3 separate regions of the Mus musculus genome follow, and all the other regions are linked to region 2. A link is a contact called in public HiChIP or PLAC-seq data. All regions are on one chromosome and are shown on one strand. The core of a region is the stretch at or near the end of the contact, and the rest is flanking DNA. Distances in the headings are between cores, read along the strand shown. Region 1 overlaps Acsf3 (acyl-CoA synthetase family member 3). Region 2 holds the start of Spata33 (spermatogenesis associated 33). Region 3 overlaps C230057M02Rik (a long non-coding RNA gene).

Evidence for each region. HiChIP or PLAC-seq counts read pairs in DNA pulled down with a chosen protein or histone mark.
Region 1: an HNF4G HiChIP or PLAC-seq map of pancreatic cancer cells shows a contact between it and region 2. The contact joins the enhancer-like site here to the promoter of Spata33 in region 2. A contact is called at or near these places in 8 of 115 datasets of contacts at active chromatin or transcription factors (the NIH/3T3 cell line, bone marrow-derived macrophages, embryonic limb bud and 3 more) and 1 of 9 other capture datasets (adipose tissue).
Region 3: an H3K4me3 HiChIP or PLAC-seq map of bone marrow-derived macrophages shows a contact between it and region 2, with 6 times the contacts expected there. The contact joins the enhancer-like site here to the promoter of Spata33 in region 2. A contact is called at or near these places in 1 of 15 datasets of contacts at CTCF or cohesin (large pre-B cells), 3 of 115 datasets of contacts at active chromatin or transcription factors (bone marrow-derived macrophages, large pre-B cells and pro-B cells) and 1 of 9 other capture datasets (embryonic stem cells).

The regions. Positions count from the first base shown.
Region 1 is chr8:122,796,927-122,801,229 of GRCm38.p6, reverse strand. The region is part of intron 6 of Acsf3 (acyl-CoA synthetase family member 3); the gene reads right to left. Among named protein-coding and RNA genes, the nearest start is that of Acsf3, 24 kb to the right of the region's middle. Within about 2 kb of position 1,674, at least 2 of the 459 cell types and tissues checked have an H3K27ac peak or open chromatin away from gene starts, as enhancers often do. A contact at or near this core is called in pancreatic cancer cells, where this site is marked.
Region 2 is chr8:123,210,660-123,215,279 of GRCm38.p6, reverse strand. Spata33 (spermatogenesis associated 33) reads right to left here and starts at 2,422. Exons shown (of 3, transcript NM_177279.4): 1 at 2,283-2,422; 2 at 2,043-2,192. The coding sequence starts at 2,319. It overlaps Chmp1a (charged multivesicular body protein 1A), which reads left to right and starts at 2,492. Exons shown (of 7, transcript NM_145606.3): 1 at 2,492-2,614. The coding sequence starts at 2,608.
Region 3 is chr8:122,737,991-122,742,435 of GRCm38.p6, reverse strand. C230057M02Rik (a long non-coding RNA gene) reads left to right here. Exons shown (of 4, transcript XR_001778694.1): 2 at 3,543-4,445. Among named protein-coding and RNA genes, the nearest start is that of C230057M02Rik, 12 kb to the left of the region's middle. Within about 2 kb of position 2,920, at least 49 of the 459 cell types and tissues checked have an H3K27ac peak or open chromatin away from gene starts, as enhancers often do. A contact at or near this core is called in pro-B cells, where this site is marked.

The DNA of each region.
Region 1 (4,303 bases), core at 425-2,924, 410 kb after region 2:
AATGACTCTTTGTAGATACAGACAAGCTGGTTCTTGGGGCTGAGAAGATGGCTCAGTGGATAAGCCCTTGCCATGCAAAAGCCAAATGTGGTTATGTGTATCTGTAATGTAAGCATGTGGTTATGTGTATCTGTAATGCAAGCATGTGGTTGTGTGTATCTGTAATGCAAGCATGTGGTTATCTGTATCTGTAATGCAAGCATGTGGTTGTGTGTATCTGTAATGCAAGCATGTGGTTATGTGTATCTGTAATGCAAGCATGTGGTTATGTGTATCTGTAATGTAAGCATGTGGTTATGTGTATCTGTAATGCAAGCATGTGGTTGTGTGTATCTGTAATGCAAGCATGTGGTTATGTGTATCTGTAATGCAAGCATGTGGTTATGTGTATCTGTAATGTAAGCATGTGGTTATGTGTATCTGTAATGCAAGCATGTGGTTATGTGTATCTGTAATGCAAGCATGTGGTTGTGTGTATCTGTAATGCAAGCATGTGGTTATGTGTATCTGTCATGCAAGCTTGTGGTTATGTGTATCTGTAATGCAAGCATGTGGTTATGTGTATCTGTAATGTAAGCATGTGGTTATGTGTATCTGTAATGCAAGCATGTGGTTATGTGTATCTGTAATGCAAGCATGTGGTTGTGTGTATCTGTAATGCAAGCATGTGGTTATGTGTATCTGTAATGCAAGCTTGTGGTTATGTGTATCTGTAATGCAAGCATGTGGTTATGTGTATCTGTAATGTAAGCATGTGGTTATGTGTATCTGTAATGCAAGCATGTGGTTATGTGTATCTGTAATGCAAGCATGTGGTTGTGTGTATCTGTAATGCAAGCATGTGGTTATGTGTATCTGTAATGCAAGCTTGTGGTTATGTGTATCTGTAATGCAAGCATGTGGTTATGTGTATCTGTAATGCAAGCTTGTGGTTATGTGTATCTGTAATGCAAGCATGTGGTTATGTGTATCTGTAATGTAAGCATGTGGTTATGTGTATCTGTAATGCAAGCATGTGGTTGTGTGTATCTGTAATGCAAGCATGTGGTTATGTGTATCTGTAATGCAAGCATGTGGTTGTGTGTATCTGTAATGCAAGCATGTGGTTGTGTGTATCTGTAATGGAAGCATGTGGTTATGTGTATCTGTAATGCAAGCATGTGGTTATGTGTATCTGTAATGCAAGCATGTGGTTATGTGTATCTGTAATGTAAGCATGCAGCAAGATGAGAGTTGAGGGCAGGAGGATTCTTGCAGGCTTAAGGGCCAGCTATCTTGCTATAAATGCCAGTGAACAAAAAGTCCTGCAAGATGGAGACAAGGAACAACAACTGAGGAGTTCCTCTGGTCTCCACATGCATGCCATGGCATGTGCACCCCCGTACACATATAAAAACCTAGCATGTGCAGGATTGTGGGGAGCAATAGCCCAGCGGTGGAGCATTTGCTGAGTAGGTGTGGGTCCTGGATTTGACCCCTAACATTGCAAAACTGCAGATTCCAAACACGGAACAGAACCTGTTGATGGTGGCACGTGAAGCAGCCCGTCCCCTCCAGGAACCATTTGAGCAGTTCTCAAATATGCTGCATCATAACAGCAGGCTCCTCCCATGCACTGACCTTAGAGACAGAGATCCTTAGTTGCAGAAGAAAACCTCAAATCAATATGTATCAAAATGACTCATCAAGACCCAAGTCTGGAAACACCTCGTGTTGGTCAGTTTTTCATGGCTGTGACAAGCTTCTAAGAGGACAACTAAAGGACAAAGGAGTTGTTCTGCCTCGTGGTTCCCGAGGCTTCGTGGTCCAGGGTCACCTTGCTCCTCACTTCTGGACCTGTGATGAGGCGTCCGTCCCAGTGGGAGCTGAGTGGAGCGGGGCTGTCCACCTTATGGTGAGCAGGAAGCAGAGGGGAGGAGCTGGGAGAGCTCCCCCTTCGTGACTCGTTCCCCCCAAACTGGCTCTATCTCCCAGAATGCCATCCTGCCAAGATTCCATCAGGGGCTGGTTCTACTGATGTGATCAGAGGCCTCAGGGTCTACAAACTTTCTAAAGCCCATCCGCTGTCATCCATCCCCCCCCAACAGATCCTTCTGAAGACACCTCAGACTCAAATCACCACGCAAAACAAATGTCTCATAAATAGCAATTAGTGAACGCCCACCTCATGGAACATCTCTTTGCAGCAAAAAAGGAACACACATCACATCTGGCTGTGTTAGGGCTTTGATTCTAGTGTGACTCCCCAGGGTTCTACCACCTGATGTCTGGGAGGAAGCAGGACTTTAATGGAGCGCAGGGCTGGGGGCTGGAAGGAACCTCTCTCCATGGTCAAGGCTCTGGTTGCTGTCGATGGACTCTACAGATGCAGTAACCCCACAGCACAGTCATTTCAGGCCTCTTGCCCACCCAGGAATCCTCACATCCCAGTAATGCCATCTGACTAGTCACCAGCTGTGTTGGTGCCATCCCTGACATCGATCAGTGTGCAGCTACTTTACCGCACCCCACCTTCCCTCTCAGATACCCCCCTAGGGACCCTGCTGAGTTCTAACATCTCAGAGCAGCCCAGCTTGGCAGTAAACATCACCTGTATGATACTCACTGCACGGGTCCTATCCAACTGGAACAGAATAACACGTACAGCTAACTCAGTAACAGAAGGCTTGGCTCTAGGCAGGAGCACTGCATTCTTCCTGTGGCTAGAAAGCCAGTCAGTGTAACCTTACCACGTGTGACTTTAGGATCTAGTGAGAAGTCAAACATGGTGAAGCCAAGCTCCTTCCACAGCCAGCTATACAATGACACCTGAAGACCCCCTGCCCCACACAGCAAATTGCTGCCTGGCTCATACAGTGGGCAGGCAGCAGGCCTGAGGATCTTTAACCAGGGCCTCACCATGAATCTTAATCTCAGCTTCCATACAATAAGAATACATATTCCCAGGCCAGTGGCATGAACTAGAAGCACACCAGCTTATTAACACTGAGACACACGTCTGCCTCTCCCCCAGTCTCAGCAGGCTGCATTTCTGAATCATGGCTCATCTGCCATGGTAACCTGGGTTTTGAAACATGGATGCTATGGGCTCCTGAGGATGTGCAGCATCACCCCACGGTGCCACACCAGCTTTCCTGAGACCAGCAGCTATCACAGCATCAGCACCTCCAAACACAGAGCAGAGTCAGGGTCCTCAGGACACTGGCTCCCCAAGACTCTTGGTTCAATCCTGCTTAAAACCCAGCCAAACCTCTCCTCAGGCACCTCAAACAGGTTCTCCTTGTCTGAGGCCATGGAGACAGATGCCCAACAGTCCTGACTGGACCCAGTGTGCATGTGCCCCAGCGATGGTGTCACGATAGGACTATGCCCCAGCCTTTGGTTACCACCATGGAGCCTTCAGTGCCCGGCTCACCTCACCATTCATGTATCCCCCCAGATGACAGCACATGCCCCTTTTTGAGATCAGGTCCCATTATGTAGCCGAGACTGACTTAGAATTCATAATGCTACTACTAACCTGACTCCTGAGTGCTGGGCTTATAGGCACACACTGACATGCCCAGTATGCCTCCTTTAAAGGCTCAATGGCTCTACATTCCACTGTGCATACTGGGTACACAATCCACCCCGGTCTCTTTATTGAGCTCTACGCTGGCTGATGCTATTCACTGGCTATCATGGAGTGTTGCAGCAAATGTGGGCACAGTCTCGCATTACAATCTCCCTTGTACTACACAGAGATTGTTGGAGCTCGTCCTTCCTCTTGTCCCCCTCCACACTATTTTCCCTGATGACTATAATGTGCTAACGTATGTTCCCACGGTGAGCTCAGGTCCCCTCTGCGTCCTCCCTGCTGTCTTCAGTTTGTTGATGGCTGCCGTCCTAATGGAGATCACCCGCACTTACATTGGCCTTCCTTCACTTGGATGTCCTTGGTCATTAGTGACGTCAGTATTTTCTGTACACTTGTTGACCAGCAGTTTGCCATTTTGTGAGAAGTGTCTAGGTCTCCCGCCCTTTCCAGTGAGTCGAGTTTTTCCTTGCCAGTCGGTAGAGTCCCCTCTAGATTACAGATGCCAGTTCTTATCAGATGTGTGGTTTACAAGGATTTCTTCCCATTCTGTGACCGTCTCTTCATAGGGTTTTCACAGCCTGAAACTTTCTAAATTAAACCGATCCCAGGAATTGATTTCTGCTTGTGTCTGCTATGTTCCTGAAGTTTTATCCTAACACCTCTGCCTAAAACACTGTCACCAATCCACCCTTCTGTCTTCTAGTACTGTCAAAGTTGCTGGGCCAC
Region 2 (4,620 bases), core at 1,173-3,672:
TGAGAACGTTAGCCAGGTTCTCTGTAAGAGTAGCAAGTGTTCTTAACTGCTGAGTCAACTCTCCAGGGCATCACATAGCCCGGGCTGGACTTGAACATGCCATGTAATGACAGCTTCCTCTGAACTCACGCTCCTCCTGCCTCAGGTGTTAAGATTCCAGGCATGTGCTACCATGTCTGCTTTATGGGGCGCTGGTGAAGGAACCCACACCTTTGTGCTTCTTGTATGGTAGACACTCTCCCTAGGGCTTTGAAAACACAGGGTCTCACAATGTTGCCCAAGTTGGGCTCACATGATCCTCCTGCCTCAGTCTCCTGAGTAGCTGGCACTATAACTCCATGCCTAGCCTGTGCGGTTTTAGAATCCTTTCCAAATGAACGTGGGCCCAGCACCTGGGGAGTTGCAGTAAAGGGACTGTGAGTTCAAGGCCTTCCTAGAAAGGAGGTCATAACATACACGGACATTTACACCTGGCTTCCTCAGACCTCATGCTCTGAGGCTCCCTCCAGGGTCGCATGTGTCAGTGGCTTTGTTCCTGTGACTGCTGAGCCTGCTCCATCATCTTTTCTTGACACCAGACTCACTTGGTTTTCTCTTCATGTCCACCTGCATTTCCTCCAGATGTTGACGCTGTATGACAGGTGTCACCGGTGGCCTTCAAATGGGGAGTTCCTCGCTGGCAAAGGCCTTGTCTACCCTGATGCCTTACAAACTTGTAGAGCTGGAGCCATCTTAGAGAGGCTGGGCAGATGAAGCCTATCTCAGAAAGGCTTCCTTGCCAATAGCAAGCAAGGCCCCACATCTCTTAAGGGTCAGCATGGTCTGTGTGCCTGTGAGGCTGCAGCCTTCCAGATCCCTTGGCACTGTGAAGGAAGACATTCCTGAGGTTGAAAGCGACACAATGGAGCACAGAGTCCTCGATGCCGATGCCAGGCATGGTGGTGGTGGTCGCCATCTCTGACCCATCTTTGGTGAGACATCAAACCACAGGGTGACAAAATCTTGTTTAGTTGGCTTTTCTGTCATCAGCTAAAAGCGCCCTGATCGACAGATATCACATCACAAGCCTCCCTAGGTCTGCAGCCTCTGTGTAGCCTTCTAGCCTCAGATGAGGGGCCCCTAAGCTTCAAGGTCAGACCTCAGAAATCCAGTCCCAGCACCTGGATTTCAAACTGCCTCCCCAAGACCCATGGGTGCCTCAACCTCTTTCTCAAATGAGAGGAGGGTCTGTGCTTTCTACCTCCAATCCTTCTCAACTGTCCTCGGCTACTGCGCCTCTGGCTTCCACCAGATTCCGGCAGTGAGCCTGGGGTAGGTCCTCCTAGGGCTCTGTTTTTCATACAGGCCTCCATTCTGGAACCAGAAAGACAAAGCATCCAATTCCTAATGCCTTCCTTGTTTTAAACCTGCAACAGTTCTATTTCTGACAATGGGGGGGGGGGGGGTGTCACAGTGTCGGAAGGCTCTGTACGTTTCCTTCTGTGTGGCCATACCAAGCTACTATAAAAGGTAGAAACAGGCCAAACGTCTGCCTCGGGGAAAAGTGGAATTCGCAGCAGTTTCTGGTGTCTGCCAAATGCTGGGTGTGAAAAGAAACACTTTTGTCCCACTCACGGTCCTTTCTACCTTGAGACGCCCTCCCATCTTTGTGGCCAGGCTGAGGGACACCAAGCCCTCTCCGCTCAGGAGTCAGTCACACAGCAGCCTGGCCAATCACCCGAGGAGAATTCTGCTCCAAGCTGTAACATGTTGAAGGGATCACTGTGGGACCAGAGAGCACCCTACTAACCCTCTTTGGGGAACACTTTATGGATCGCTCAAGTTTCGTCTCAATTTCTTTTTTCCTTCTGAAACAGGGTCTCCAGATATACAAGATGCCCTTGAAATCCCTGTTATAGCCTAGCCTAGAGCCAAGGGCAGTGCTCTCGCTCACCTTCCCTGCACCGAGAACCCTGTAATATTTACCTCCCGGGTCATCATCCTTAGAAAGAGGTCCCATCCCTGCTGCCTTGCCGCGGCCGGTCTCCTCTGGATCTCCCTACCTTCAGACGAAGACGACGGCCTTGAGTGCTTGGATGTCGCGAACAACAGGCTTTCGGCAGGCTGCGACTCCTTGTCAGACTGCTTGGCCTCCTTCTCCATTACTTTCTCCTTAGACTTTGTAACTAAAGTGGTAGTGCTCTTCTCCTCCTCTGAAACACACGGACGGACAAGCCGTTAGACCTACAGCCCGCGGACGCCCGCACGGAGGGCGGGCCTCGCCGCCAGGCGGCGCCCTTTACCTTTCTTCTCTCTGGGTTTGCTTTTCGACTGGCCCATAGGTGACCCCGCCGCTCCAGCCGGGCGGCCTCGGGGCCGGTTAACCCGACCGACTCACAAAACCCACACTAGGCTCCGGGAGCTCATTACCATGGCAACCGCGTGCCGCGCGAGCCGTGCCTGAGCCCCGCCCAGGCCCCGCCCAAGCCCCGCCCCGGAGCTATCTTCTCGCGACAGCCGGCCGCGCGACCGGAAGCGGTGGCGACCCCGGAAGCCCTCGCGGAGACAGCGGGTCCGTAACATCGCGTCCCCTGCGCCGCCCCGAGGGCTGTGCTAGCCCGACCGGCCATGGACGGTAAGGGGCTGTCATCCACTTCGGGGTCGGAGCGGGAGTCTGCGGACGTCTCGCCTCAGCCCCATAACCCAGCCGGACCCGCCCCGGGCTTCAGCCCCAGACTCTATCCCCCCGGGCCTGGGACCCATAGTCTATACCCTGTATTCGGACCGGGACCCGCCCCCAGCTCACTGGGCTCGAGACCTCCGACTAGGACCTGCCCTGGGGCCTGCAGCCCGTGTAGCCACCAGGACCCGACCCGGTGCCTGAACCCTGACATCCTAGCTGAAACCCTCTCCTGGGCCTCGATCGCACAACCCAGCAGAAGCCAGCTCCCGATTCTTGATTCCAGACCCCCAGCCAGCTCTTACCCCTGGGTCTTGTTTCTTTACCAGATCTCCCCAGGCCTGCACCCCACGCCCGGGATCCAAACCCTGAATCTTGTCCAAATGATCCTACACCCGACCCCCGATCCAGGCCACTTCCACTAGCCACTCTCCCTGTTTGTTTTGTTTCTGTTTGGGGACAACGGAGTGTGGTCAGAAGGCACCAGAAAAGTACCCAGAGAAATAGTAATTAAGATACAAAGGAGTTCAAGTGCCAAACAGTAGGATTTTGGGTTCCCTCCTAGTAGGAGGGCCCGGTTAACCTTAGGTTAACAGGTTGGAAGGGAACCACCCGTAGCAGTATGAGTCACGAGTCACTTCGACCTGCCGTGGCTCCAACCTCTAGACTCCCAAGGAACTCATAATAGGTTTTATGGGCTAGTATCATAGAGTTTTTGTTTGTATGAGACTGCTTCTCTATGTAGCCTTGGCTGGCCTAGAACTTACTGTATACACCAAGCTGCCCTTGAACTCAGAGATCTGCCTACTTCTGCCTCCCCACTGCTGGGATTAAAGGTCTGTGCCACCGCCTAGGGCTGTAATGGAGGTTTTGTTTTGTTTTTAAACTGCTTTCTGAAATGTAGAAAGCTAAAGTACTGTGTCATTGTTGTAGAAGACGTAAGAATCCTAGACTGAGCCAGGCGTGGTAGCGTACGCCTTTAATCCAGCCTGGTCTACAAAGTGAGTTCCAGGATAGCCAGGGCTATACAGAGAAACCCTGTCTCGAAAAACAAAACAAAAACAAACAAGCAAAAAAGAATCCTAGACTGTCCCTTGGGAAGAAGATGGACCCTTGTCTGACATTACAGTTCACTCTGCAGCTCACAACAGGGTTCTCCCGATTTTCAGAGTCCAGTCCCTCTAGAGTCTACATGAAAGTACGGGCTAAAATGGGGGCGATTTGGCCAGTGTCCTAAAACTAGTGAAATGGCTGGACCATACCTAGGTGACACTGTTCCTCCAGTCACTGTGTCATGGTCAGCCTACCCTGAGTGGTGAGAGATGCACAGAGGTGATTGCAGCCCGGCAGGTCTCTGCCAGGCCCTGTCTGCATCCACAGACCCTCAGTGCCCTGAGTCTGGACTGCTAGGGTAAGGCTTTAGAAATTAAGTATGACAGCACTCTGCAGATTCAGGAACGGAGCCAGTTACCGATGCGGTGTGCGGTGGTTCCAACTGTAATGCCAGCCCTCAGGAGGTAGGCAGAAGGGTCAAGAGGTCAAAGTGTCCCCAGCCTCGGCTACTTAGTGAGTCTGAGTGGGAATCCTGTCTCAAAACAGCAAACATAAGAAATTGAATTTGCCTGTCCCAAGTTTTTGTTTCTTTTTTGTTTTTGTTTTTGTTTTTCAAGACAGGGTTTCTCTGTGTAGCCCTGGCTGTCCTGGAACTCACTCTGTAGACCAGGCTGGCCTGAAACGCAGAAATCTGCCTGCCTCTGCCTCCCTAGTGCTGGGATTTAAGGCGTGTGCCATCACCGCCTGTCCCGTTCCAAGTTTTTGAATGAGTAGCTAGTTTGGTTGTTCCTATTTTGGCTTAGTACAGGTGGGAATAGTGTGTGCTGGAGCCTGGTGCTGTGGCTTAGAAATGCCAGCTGTCATGGAGTAGCCTCTTCGGTGACCTCAGGCTTACCCCCACACTAATT
Region 3 (4,445 bases), core at 1,671-4,170, 470 kb after region 2:
CACTCCAGAGTGCCCACACACACTACTGGGTTCATCTAGCTACCCCTGGCTTTGCAAGGCTGTGTGTCTACCTACTTCAATATTTGACTGTATGGGGACCCACAGATGGCCCCAAGTACCCCTTCCTTAGCTGGTCTTCACATGAAACCATTAGAAGTCAGGCATCTGGGTCCCTTTGGCTACTCCACTGACTTTATCTGTTTGCTGATTCAGCCCACAATTGTTTACTGTGTTCCATGTCTAGGGACAGTGTAGTGTTGGGTGAAAGAGAAGTGGCAGGCTACCATGCCTTCTCCACAGGCCAACCACTGGCTGCAGTGGCCAATAATGAGTAGGGTGTTACAATAGAAATAGCAGGGTGTTACTGCTCCCTGCATCCTCTGAAGCGAGCATTCACTGGGGAGTCGGTACCTGGAGTGGGTAGCACCCTCCTTGGCTCTGGCAGAATGAGGATGCTTCTCCACCAATGGAACTGCTGCGAGGAAAGCGGCAACAGGCACATTGGAGACACAGTGGGGTGGGCCACTTGTCCCCACCATATTTAGGGGCTTGTGATGTGTCAGACCAGGACTGAATAGTGGACTCAAGTGTGTGTCCTAAGCATATCCAGACCTCCCTTACCCTGTATGCTGCTGGGTCCAGTGATTGCTCACTGGGAGGACTGTGTTTCCACCGTGCACAAATGATGGTACATGCTGTGCTTGGTGACTTCAGAGAGGACCAAGCTGTGGCTGTTCTGAGTACTGGACGAGGGTTTCATATGTTTCTGTTTCTTTAGGACAGGAAAGCTTTGCTGGAGGCAGGTTAAGGTCCATCAGGAAGGGTCAGGCAGAGGGCTGCCCAGGGTCTTGAGCTTTCAGGGGAGACAGAAGGCCAAGGTCTAGGAACAGAAATCAAGACTCTTGGAATCCAGAGTTCTAGGGAGCCATAGCTGAAGTCTTTTGGTCACATGGAATAGATGAACGGCAAGATGTCCCCTTATTAAGGTCCTCTCTACAACAAGGGCCTCACAAAAGTTCCTACAGAGCCACATGGACCCCATGCAAGTCCCACAGAGCCATGTGGACCCCAGGGAAGTTTCACAAAGCCACATGGACTTCATGCAAGTTCCACAGAGACACATATACCCCATACAAGTCCCACAGAGCCACATATACCTCATGAAAGTCCCACAAAGCCACATATACTCCATGCAAGTCCCACAGAGCCACATATACCCCCATGCAAGTCCCACAGAGTCACGTGGACCCCAGGGAAGTTCCACAGAGCCACATGGATTTCATGCAAGTTCCCACAGAGCCAACATGGCCTTGGCATTGAAGGTCACAAGCCAGGAGTCAAGTTTTCATTGCAATATCAGCTGTCCAGTGACCCAGAGGTAAGCTGATCACCATCACTGGCCTTCATGGGATTCTTCTTGGTGCCTTTGGTCCATCTATGTGCATTGTGGCCCATGGTGAACACCAGAGGACCCTGTCCTACGCCTGACACTTGGCACATGCCCAGTGAGACCAATGCCCATGATGCACATGTTCAGCTTGATGGGTCTGAGGGCTGCAAGTACCCTATCATTTGGCTGCAGAGCCAGGGTCTTAGTGAGCAGAGTGGAGACCGAGCCACTCAAGGGACATGACCGAGGTCAACAAAGTGGGGTGATAGGAACACCCCAGAGCAGGCCTGCACTAGCTTTCCAGAAGCTTATTTGGGATAGGACAGAATAACTAAAGGTGGAATGAGACAGAGAAAGGGGAAAACGGCTGGCCATGACAGAGGGGCTCTGAGCGAAGGGGCTTCTGGGGCCGTGCACACGAACAGGTCAGTGCAGGAGGAAGGAACGGTGTTGAAGATACTCCTGGTCCCCGTACAAGGAGTCAGAACCCCGACTTAGCTGGCCTCACAGACTTAGAGGGCTGGAGGCAAGGCTGAACCTCTTGTGGTTTGGGCAAGCCCAGCTGTGTGCCCGTGACACCAGAAGAAAAGGCACACAGGATTCAGTAGCTCACATACAGCCACATAGCTACCAGAACACTCTCCCAGCGTGTGTGGAGGGGGTAGTCTTACAGGATGAAGGTCTGATAGTGCTGAAAGACCCTAGGGACACACCTCAGAGCCCAGAGAGCACAGGGGTAAACTCCTACCACCTGGGGAGGGAGGTGGTCCAGAGAGTAACTGGGGGACCAGTTCCATCTGGGGATCACAGTCACTATTCTGTTAGGTAAAGGCAAGGAATAGACTGTGCCCCCAATCCTGTGGCCAGGACCTCATCTCTTCTCCCATGACTCCCTGGGGCCTCCTGTATAGGAAGAGGCGAGGCCAATGAACTAAAGTCTGAGGCCTTCTTTGTCAATGTGGCAGGTGTACAGTCAATGCAGGTCTAGAGTCCAGACTCCCTCCATGGGCCTCTCCGCCAAAGTTCTCAACCACCTAGGGTCTCAGAGCTCCAGGGGAGGAGAAGGAGCTCCCTCCACACCTCACACCTAGCCAAGCCCAGCTGAGAGAAAGTTGGTTCCAGCTGTCTTCTCCGGCTTCCTTCCGTCTGTGGTCTCCCTCTCTCCCAGAGGTTCCCGATTCTCTGGCTCTCTGTTTTTGACCCTGAACCCCATACCCTAGGGTTTCTAGGGCTCTTCCTTCTCCCACCGCAGCAGATGCTCATCCCGGACTCCTGAGACGGATGGCTAACGGATGGGGAGCTGATCTTTGAGCAGGAGACACCGCTGTGTCTAGGAGAGAACCTCGTTGTGCATTTGAACTCTGAGGGCCAGGGCCAGAAGGCTGTAGCCAGGCTGCCCTTATTGTATAGGGGGCAGGCGCTGCCCGTGGCAGGGCAGGAGCCTTGGGGAAGCTGGAACTGGCTTCTCAGGCCCCCTGCTGCTTCTGCTCATCCAAGTGAGGCAGGCTGGCTTCCTTTGTGTGGCTGCGTGGGCGGGCGTTGTGGGCTGGGTCTGGAGGTAATTTGTCTACCTCCTGCAGCTGCCTGTCACCTCACATCTGTGAAGCAGCTTCATTTCACTGTCATTAAAAATCCCAGGTCTGACAGGTAGCAAAAATCCAACGTGAAAACAACAACCTGGGGACCAGCCTTGGCTCCGGTGGGAATCCTGCCCTGCCCCCATCCCCCGACCAATCTACTCCTTCAGGGAGGCCAGGTGGGAGTTGGCCTTCTGCTCTGTCCTGGTGTGGGCTGGCTGAGTTGAACAGGTGTTCCCTGCTACCCAATACAGAAGAACCAGAGTAAAGGGACAGGGAGGGGAGTGGCGGAGGGGGGGGGGAAGCTGTGGGAAGGCAGAGACCCATCCCAGACACCTGCTGCCTGGGCTGTGACACACAGAAATCTCGAGGGGCCAAGTATTGCCCATCCCTAGATGAGGTGAGGAGACCCCTGAGACTTAGGCACACATCCAGGCGTTATGCCCGTGGTCAGGCTGGCTGACCCTCAGGGATCCTCTCTCTCTCTCTCTCTCTCTCTCTCTCTCTCTCTCTCTCTCTCTCTCTCCCTCCCTCCATCCCTCTCTCCTTACACCCCCCCCCCCCCGGTTTCTAAGACCTTCAGTATAGGGTCTGGACTCCAGGAGCTGGGCAGGACTCCAGCCCCACCTCTCAGAACCTCTCCAGGAAGTGCACCGTCTGCTTCTCTTGAAAGAAGCAGTTCTAATGCACAGTGAGTGGATGGGACGCATGCAGCCTTGGTGCATGGAATGCACTGGGCCTTAAAGAGGAGAACAGCTCTGCTGTGGGGGCCGTTACCCACCGGCTCTGCTATGGGGGCCGTTACCCACAGGCTCTGCTGTGGGGCCGTTACCCACAGGCTCTGCTGTGGGGCCGTTACCCACAGGCTCTGCTGTGGGGGCCGTTACCCACAGGCTCTGCTATGGGGCCATTACCCACAGCTCTGCTGTGGGCTGTTGGGAGGCACATGGACCCTGGGAGGATGGTAGTTGCTGTAGCCCTTCTCTCACAGGAGGAAGATACCAGGCCCCACCTTGCCTATCCACCACGAGTCAGGCTCAGAGGTAGCCTGCACAGTGGCACTGGACCTGTAGGCGTGTATGCACCTATCCCCACCAGAACCTACGGTCTCATTGAGACTTCATCAGTTAAGGTTGTGAACTGGATCTGGATTGGGCTGAGCCTCCAGTCTTGCCCTCCCCCGCCCTGCCCCAGGCCAGGCCCAGTGCATAGGCAGTGTTTTCATCCAGAGATTTCAGTAGACTCTCAGTGTTGAGGATTCCTCTTGCTGGTGGATGAGGAGGCCCTCCCAAGGCCTGGAGCCCCCTTCCTGGAGCAGAGGAGTCCAGCACACAGAGGGTTAAACGCTGATGATGGCTTTGTCTCTGCATCAGTGTACATAATGTGCTGTGCATTTGCATACTGCAGTGTGCGCTCAATTAAAATGAACTTTTAATTTCTTCTAAGTAAATTACTTCTTGCCGGTACGTGATGTGCAC